Linked DNA regions of Rattus norvegicus: region 1 is linked to region 2. The links are chromatin contacts, called in public Hi-C maps. All regions are on one chromosome and are shown on one strand. Each heading gives the region's core, a stretch centred on a gene start, on an enhancer-like site or on the middle of the called end of the contact. The rest is flanking DNA. Distances are from core to core; before and after follow the strand shown. Region 1 overlaps LOC120103502 (a long non-coding RNA gene). Region 2 overlaps Klhl29 (kelch-like family member 29).

The links. A called contact is a pair of places that touch in the nucleus more often than the background predicts.
Region 1: a contact with region 2 is called in a Hi-C map of the A7r5 cell line, with 2.5 times the contacts expected there. The contact joins two enhancer-like sites. A contact is called at or near these places in 2 of 12 Hi-C or Micro-C datasets (the A7r5 cell line and hepatocytes).

What each region holds. Positions count from the first base shown.
Region 1 is chr6:34,204,785-34,207,906 of GRCr8, reverse strand. It overlaps LOC120103502 (a long non-coding RNA gene), which reads right to left. Exons shown (of 6, transcript XR_005505756.2): 3 at 1,675-1,797. Among named protein-coding and RNA genes, the nearest start is that of Klhl29, 96 kb to the right of the region's middle. Within about 2 kb of position 1,521, at least 6 of the 93 cell types and tissues checked have an H3K27ac peak or open chromatin away from gene starts, as enhancers often do. A contact at or near this core is called in the A7r5 cell line, where this site is marked.
Region 2 is chr6:33,916,942-33,920,175 of GRCr8, reverse strand. The region is part of intron 3 of Klhl29 (kelch-like family member 29); the gene reads left to right. It overlaps LOC120103500 (a long non-coding RNA gene), which reads right to left. Exons shown (of 2, transcript XR_005505754.2): 2 at 1,894-2,883. Among named protein-coding and RNA genes, the nearest start is that of Klhl29, 190 kb to the left of the region's middle. Within about 2 kb of position 1,680, at least 28 of the 93 cell types and tissues checked have an H3K27ac peak or open chromatin away from gene starts, as enhancers often do. A contact at or near this core is called in the A7r5 cell line, where this site is marked.

The DNA.
Region 1 (3,122 bases), core at 272-2,771, 290 kb before region 2:
AACTTCACCCTGTCGGGACTGCCCTAATATCCAATCCCAAGAATCTTCACATCCCATGAGTTTCTTTTGTACACACCCTGTCTGGTCTCAAGTCCAATGCCTCTGTCTTTCTTCCCCTCCTGTGTTCACCATCCTAAGAGTATTGTGAGAAGGCCTGAGATGAAACCACATCCTAGCATCTATTCCCCTGGTCCGACCTGGCTGCCATTGCTCAAGGTCAGAAGTCCTAACATGGAATGCCCCAAAGATGCCCAATGTATTTACCATCTCCAAGTCCTGCTCGCTCTACTTGATCAGAATGGTTACTCTAAAACATCCATTCAATCAAACCACATCTTAGCAATTTTCACATTCACCCTGGTGACCAAAGTGTGGGCAGACTGCTATAAGGACATTCAAGAGCCTGGACTTGATCTTTTTGAATGTTTCCTCTTATACACTGTATAGACCAATTAGACTACCCACTAATCCCTGGAAATGGGGCTAGAATTCCTGCCTCTAGACAGTCATTTATGATGCTGTTCCCTTTCGTTGCAAGGCCAAGATAATGTCTGTTTATTCGTATCCCGCTCATTATTCAAGGTTTAGCTCAAATACCACTTCCTCCCCTAAACAAATGTTCCTTCAGCGTATGAACCCTATAAAGCTATAACACAGCTTGCTAAGAGCTCTTACCTGCTTCAACAACAGCAACAAAACAAGCTTACTAGTCATGGTCTGGCCTCTCTGCTATTTATGAGTCTGCCTTGCCTGGCATACCAATCCTTGGGGCAGAAGTCATTTCCTATTAATCTTGATATTTCTTCTGCATAGTAAAGTAGCTTGTGTCTAATAGGCATTAAATATATATTTGTTGACTGAATAACTGAATGAAAGACTTCCCTGGAGTTCTGATTTGTACAGGAGAATGTGAGAGAGAGAGGAGAGGAAATAAGGCTACCTAATTTTATCTAGAATTTTTTGGCACTTATCATACTGAAGTAGGTAACCATTCTTGAAGTATGTCAGGTTAAATGTCACTTCTGGCATATAAGGAGAGGCGGGCTGTTGCCTCTAGACTAGATGGAGTTCTTTTCTTGTGCAATGAATCACACACACACACACACACACACACACACACACACACACTTCTGCGTGAACTCATGCACGGACACACCTGTTGTGAGTAGTCAGTCATACCAGACATACCAGACAGAGGAGCTGGAAAAGGTATTTCTTTCCCACACTGGTTTTCCTCCAAATGAAGTGTAAAGGAATAGCTTCACATTCTCAACATCTCTCCCCAGGTCTACTCATATTTATTGCATTTATTGTCATTTTGATCTTGACCTGGGTCAGGGTATTCTGGGGGCCTCCTTTTCCCTTTGTCATTGAAAAAAAGGTTCCCTACCACATGCCCTTCTAGCACATGGCTGTTCTTCTAAGCTGTGGTTTTTATCTAGATACAAATCCTACTGCAAGGGGCAGCCCCGCCCAAGCTGTCGAGGGAACAGTAGCTAAGTGGGATGGACTATGGGAGTCAGTGTGAAGTAATCAGCATGCCTAAGACATGAGCTCAGTCCTCCCACAGACTCCTGGGTAATATGAGCACTGCCTTGATCCCCATTTGCCTAATCATCTTATCTCCGTCTCAGTTGTCTTTGGACCATCAAGACATACAGAAATGATACTCACTGAACTTTCCTCAAATTGTTCAGTCTTCTCTTCTGACTGCTGTGATGTGGCCATCCGTGTTCCTCTCCTGATTTCTGGCTCCGGGAGGCCTGGCCCATCTCTCCTGTTCCGTGTTTCCAAAGCCTAGCAGTGACAAATGTATTGAATAGTCATCCTTGATAAATACCAGTTTAGATTGAGATTTAATCAACGATGCTAGTGAAAAACTTAAAAGAATGAAATGGGGGAAGTAGCTATGCCACATGATGGTACATCAAAGACTGGAGGGGAAGAGGAAAGAGGAAGAAGAAACAGAGGCAGTAACAGGAAGAGAGGAATAAAAGAGAAAGGGGGAGCTAAAGAGGAATATGGTAAGAGAAGGTTAACCCATAAGGCAAAAGAAGGATGCCCAGGGTTCCCTCTTTACTGTCAGCTATAAAGCCAGGGGATAGAAAGGAGGATCTAGGTGCATTCATCTTGGCTCTATTCCTTTTCTTGTGCAGGGAATCACAAACACTTAGGCGCACACACGCATACATGCACAAGCACAACTGTCCTCAGCTAGAAAGCCAATGGATATTAAAAGACGAAGTAGGTCCACCACCCCTGGCTCTAACCCTTCACTGTCTTGGTGTCTATCACCCATCAGTAAGCAGTCACTTACTGCCCTTCTGTCAGTGGGGCTTCTGGGAAAAGGACAAGGCGAATACAGATGAGAGTGTTTTGGAGGGAGGAAGCCTCATCCAAGAGAAGGAATGACTGTGTTCGGAAGGCAAAAGGTTATCTCCAAATCATGACCCTGAAAAGCCAGACTACCCAGCAAGCTTGGAAAGCAGCCAAACAGCAGCTACCAGCTCTTCCTGCCTCACCTTCCCCAAGGCCAAGGTGCCATCTCCCCGCACAGACTCCCAGTCTTCTGCTGTTCAAGTCTCATTATCTTTCTATTTATCCAGTAGAGCTGGGTACTTGATCAAAGCTATTGGCTCTGTAAGTCACTCAAATGCATCAAAACCTGAGACATTTATGATGGTTCCAGGATATATATCTGTGTGATCTATCTCCTTGGCAAGGTGGCAGGCTCCCGTGGAATCCAGAAACATCTCTTTTCCAAATATGTATGAAAGAAGGAACCTAAGGTCTCCTGGAACTCTGCCTCCTAGCAATTCATCTCCCAGAGCCTGGTGACAAAGGACAAAGGGCAACAGAAGTCCTTGGAAAATACCCAGATAAAATAAGGTGAGCTATTTTCTGTTAGCCTGATGTACAGATGAACTAGCATGGTCAGGCAGCATTCACCAATGAATATTGCCAGAGCCAGGCACAGATTTTCAAAGGAAATGCAGCTCTCCTCATAAGACAGAAGCCATGTTGTTTCCCCTACAAGGTGTTTTACCACAAAATGGTCTTTGAACATTTATAGCCCTGAGGTAGGTTGGTAAGCAAGATTAGCAATGCTATTATTAAATTTT
Region 2 (3,234 bases), core at 431-2,930:
GGCTCTGGGTCTCCAGCAATATCCTAACTACCCACATTTATGTCCGCCATGGCAGATGGTTTAAGGGTCTGTCTCCTGGTGTCCACCTCCTGGTTACCTGCGAACTCCCAGACTCAAGGTGTGTCTTATTCATCCTCCTGGCCCTGCTGGCTTTGAAACATTGAAGGTTCAATAGTAAATGCCTGCCGAATTTAATGTAATCAAATTGCTGGGTTGAGGCAGAAAGTGTGTGTACTGGTAGACATTGGTTCCCCATCCCGGGCCCAGGACTGGGCCAGGAGAAGGTAAAAAGGGCCTGACCTGCAGTCTGAAGACCCTACGCCTCCCCTAGTGAAAGAAATATTGATTCTGCTGTTTGTTTTACAAGGAAGCTGTCCCTACAGGGACAGCCAGATCTGGTGCGAGTGAAATGGAAACTCGGAGGAAGGCTGGGCTTGTAGCTGAACTATTAATAGGACTGCCCGAGCCCTGCAGTGCCAAGAAGAGGCTATGTCTGTGTGATGCCCCTAGACAGTGGCTTGGGAGGGCAGAATTATTGGGGGTCCTGCCCTCCATGACTGTTCACCTCAGTTCTGCTCTTTTCTGCAGTCCATGGTAACTTCCTTGACAGGATGCTTTAGTTGGGAGCCCAGGACCCCAGGCAGGAGTACCTGCCACCAGTTTGCCATATCAGAAGGGTCAGCATGCAAAAGGCACATTTGGGATCTGAAGGTGGCCAGGGTTGGGAAGCAAACTTTTTTACTCTGCCTCGGAGGAAATTCTGAGTTCAGCAAAGACGGGCCAACTCAAACAGCTCTGAGTACTGCACAGGGTGGATGTTAACTCTGCCACCCCAGGTCTGAAGATCTTCCCCCAGTTTAAGACTCAACGATCTTTAGAAGGGGGTGCTGATGACATCCAAGAACAGGGCAGAAGAGGCTGCTAGGTACAACTCTACAGCGCTGTACACTTAACAGCTCTCAACAGCCATGCTGGTGCCTACCATATTATGACAGCCTGCAGAGGCACACAGCTGATCGTGGGAGACCTTTGCTGTTCTGCTGAAGAAGGGCTCCCTGTTTAAACCCCTCCCCTTAAAAGACCACAAGCCTCTATGCCAGTGATTCCCAAGCTTCCTAATGCTGAGTGACCCTTTAATACAGCTCCTCTTGGTGTGGTGACCCTGCCCCCCACCATAAAGTTATCTTGTTGCTACTTTAATTTTGCTACCATTAGAAATTGTTATACATTGTAATGTGATTTGTGACCCTGTGGGAATCACCACTTACAGGGTGAGAGCCACTGCTGTACACAGCATCTATGGTGAGCCTGTCTGGGTAGCGGGGTTGTCTTACACCTTTTTTATCCTATATTTCCCTTACAGTTTACCTGCCGTGGTACCCGTGTCGTAGCTCATATTCTGAAGTTGGAATGCAACACTCTAGGCTCTGGTTTCTCTACAAGGCCCTGGTTTGGCTTGGCCCTTTTCCCTGCTCTGTTTGCCCAGCTCTGGCTTGTGTATTTGTGCATTTCATGCTCTGCCTCCAGATTTCCCCAGTTTGTTTCCTGTGGGTTTCGATTTGGGTGTTTTTCATATCTATCCCCCCCACAAAAATATGTGAACTGCTATTCAAGACCTTAAAACTCAGGAAGCCTGGGGTGCAATAAATTCCATCCACACTCCAGGCACGTTGCCCAGGCTCCACATTCCTTTGCAGACCTATTAGAAGGTCTGAATGTGGCCAACCCTAAGCTGAGATCCCCCACCTACAGAGAGGCCAGACTGTCTCTCTAGGCCTGGACTTCGGGGGCAGCATCTGCTGTTAGCCCTCCAGCAGCCCAGTACCCCTATAAGTCCTCATGGCTTCAGTGGCCTATGCCCAGAGCCAGGCTAGCAGGGCACACCATGCAGAGTGAGCAGCAAATCGAAGTGTTCTTTATTTGGGGAAGGGTGGTGGAGCTCTAAGAGAACGTTCATTTGTTTATGCGGACTCTACATAGGCATCTCCTCCTTTTACTGGGCATTAAGAACTGGAATGGAACCAAGCCTCTGCCTTTGTACTTTCTTGATACTACACAGAGACAGATACGATTTTAAAAAAAAAAAGCCAAGTCTAGCTAAAAATACATACTGCGTAGTTCGACATAGTGGCTTACGCCTTTAATCCCAGCACTCAGAAGGAAGAGGCAGATGGATCTCTGAGTTCAAGGCCAGCCTGGTCCAGAACAGCCAGAGCTGCACAGAGAAACCCTGTCTCAAAAAAGCAAAAACAAAAAAAGTACGTACTGCTCTTGTAGAGAATCCAAGTTCAGACCCGATCACCCACACTAGATACCTCATAACTGCCTGTAGCTCCAATTCCAGAGGACACAGCGCCCCCTTCTGGACTCTGTGGGTACCTGCGCTTACATGTACACATACAAACATACGCATGTATTTTTTTTTTAAATAAAAATAAATCTTTTTAAAAAAAGGAACTCTCAGGAAGATGAAATATTAACCCAGGAAAAGAAGTTAGAGATGCCAAGATGGGAGGTCAGTTTGAGACTTAACAGATATCAGAGTTGTCTGTGTGGTAGCCACGCCCTGGAGCTATGGCAAAATATCTTAGGCTGGGTGACTTGTAAATCACATACATTCTAGAAACCAGAGAGTCCAAGATCAGGGCATTAGCACAGTTAATGTTCAAGAGAGGCCCTTTCCTTCCAATATGGTACCTCCTGGGTATGTCAAAACCTGGCGTAGGGTCCTAATCCTCTTCAGGAAGGCTCCACACTCCTGACATAAGCACCAACAAAGCCCCCATCTTCACACACTGTCGCCTTGGAGTACGCTAGATCTTGAGGGGAAGCACTCAGACCACGGCCCCAGTGAGCACGTGTTAGGCTGTGCCAGGCTGTCCGCTGAAAGAGACAAGGGCAAAGCTGGACTCCATTCATCCCGCCTCTCTGTCATCTCAGCTCTCCCTGGGATCCACACTCTGCTTTCTGGGCAAGCCATGGGGCTCAAGAGCACTTGTCATACTTCTCCCACATGACCCCATGACCCTTCATAGCCCAATACCCTCCTGAAGGTTCCCCTTCCTGCTACTGTTCTGCACTCCTCACCCAGGCATTGTTTCTGGGTCTCTCTTCCTACTCCTCCTACAGGGAAGTTGATGTGTCCCTGCTCGAAGCTTGGTGTGGAAATTTGGCTCTTGACCCCAGAGATATCACTTTCCCTCTCCCCCACCCTCTCTGTCTGTCTCTGTGTTT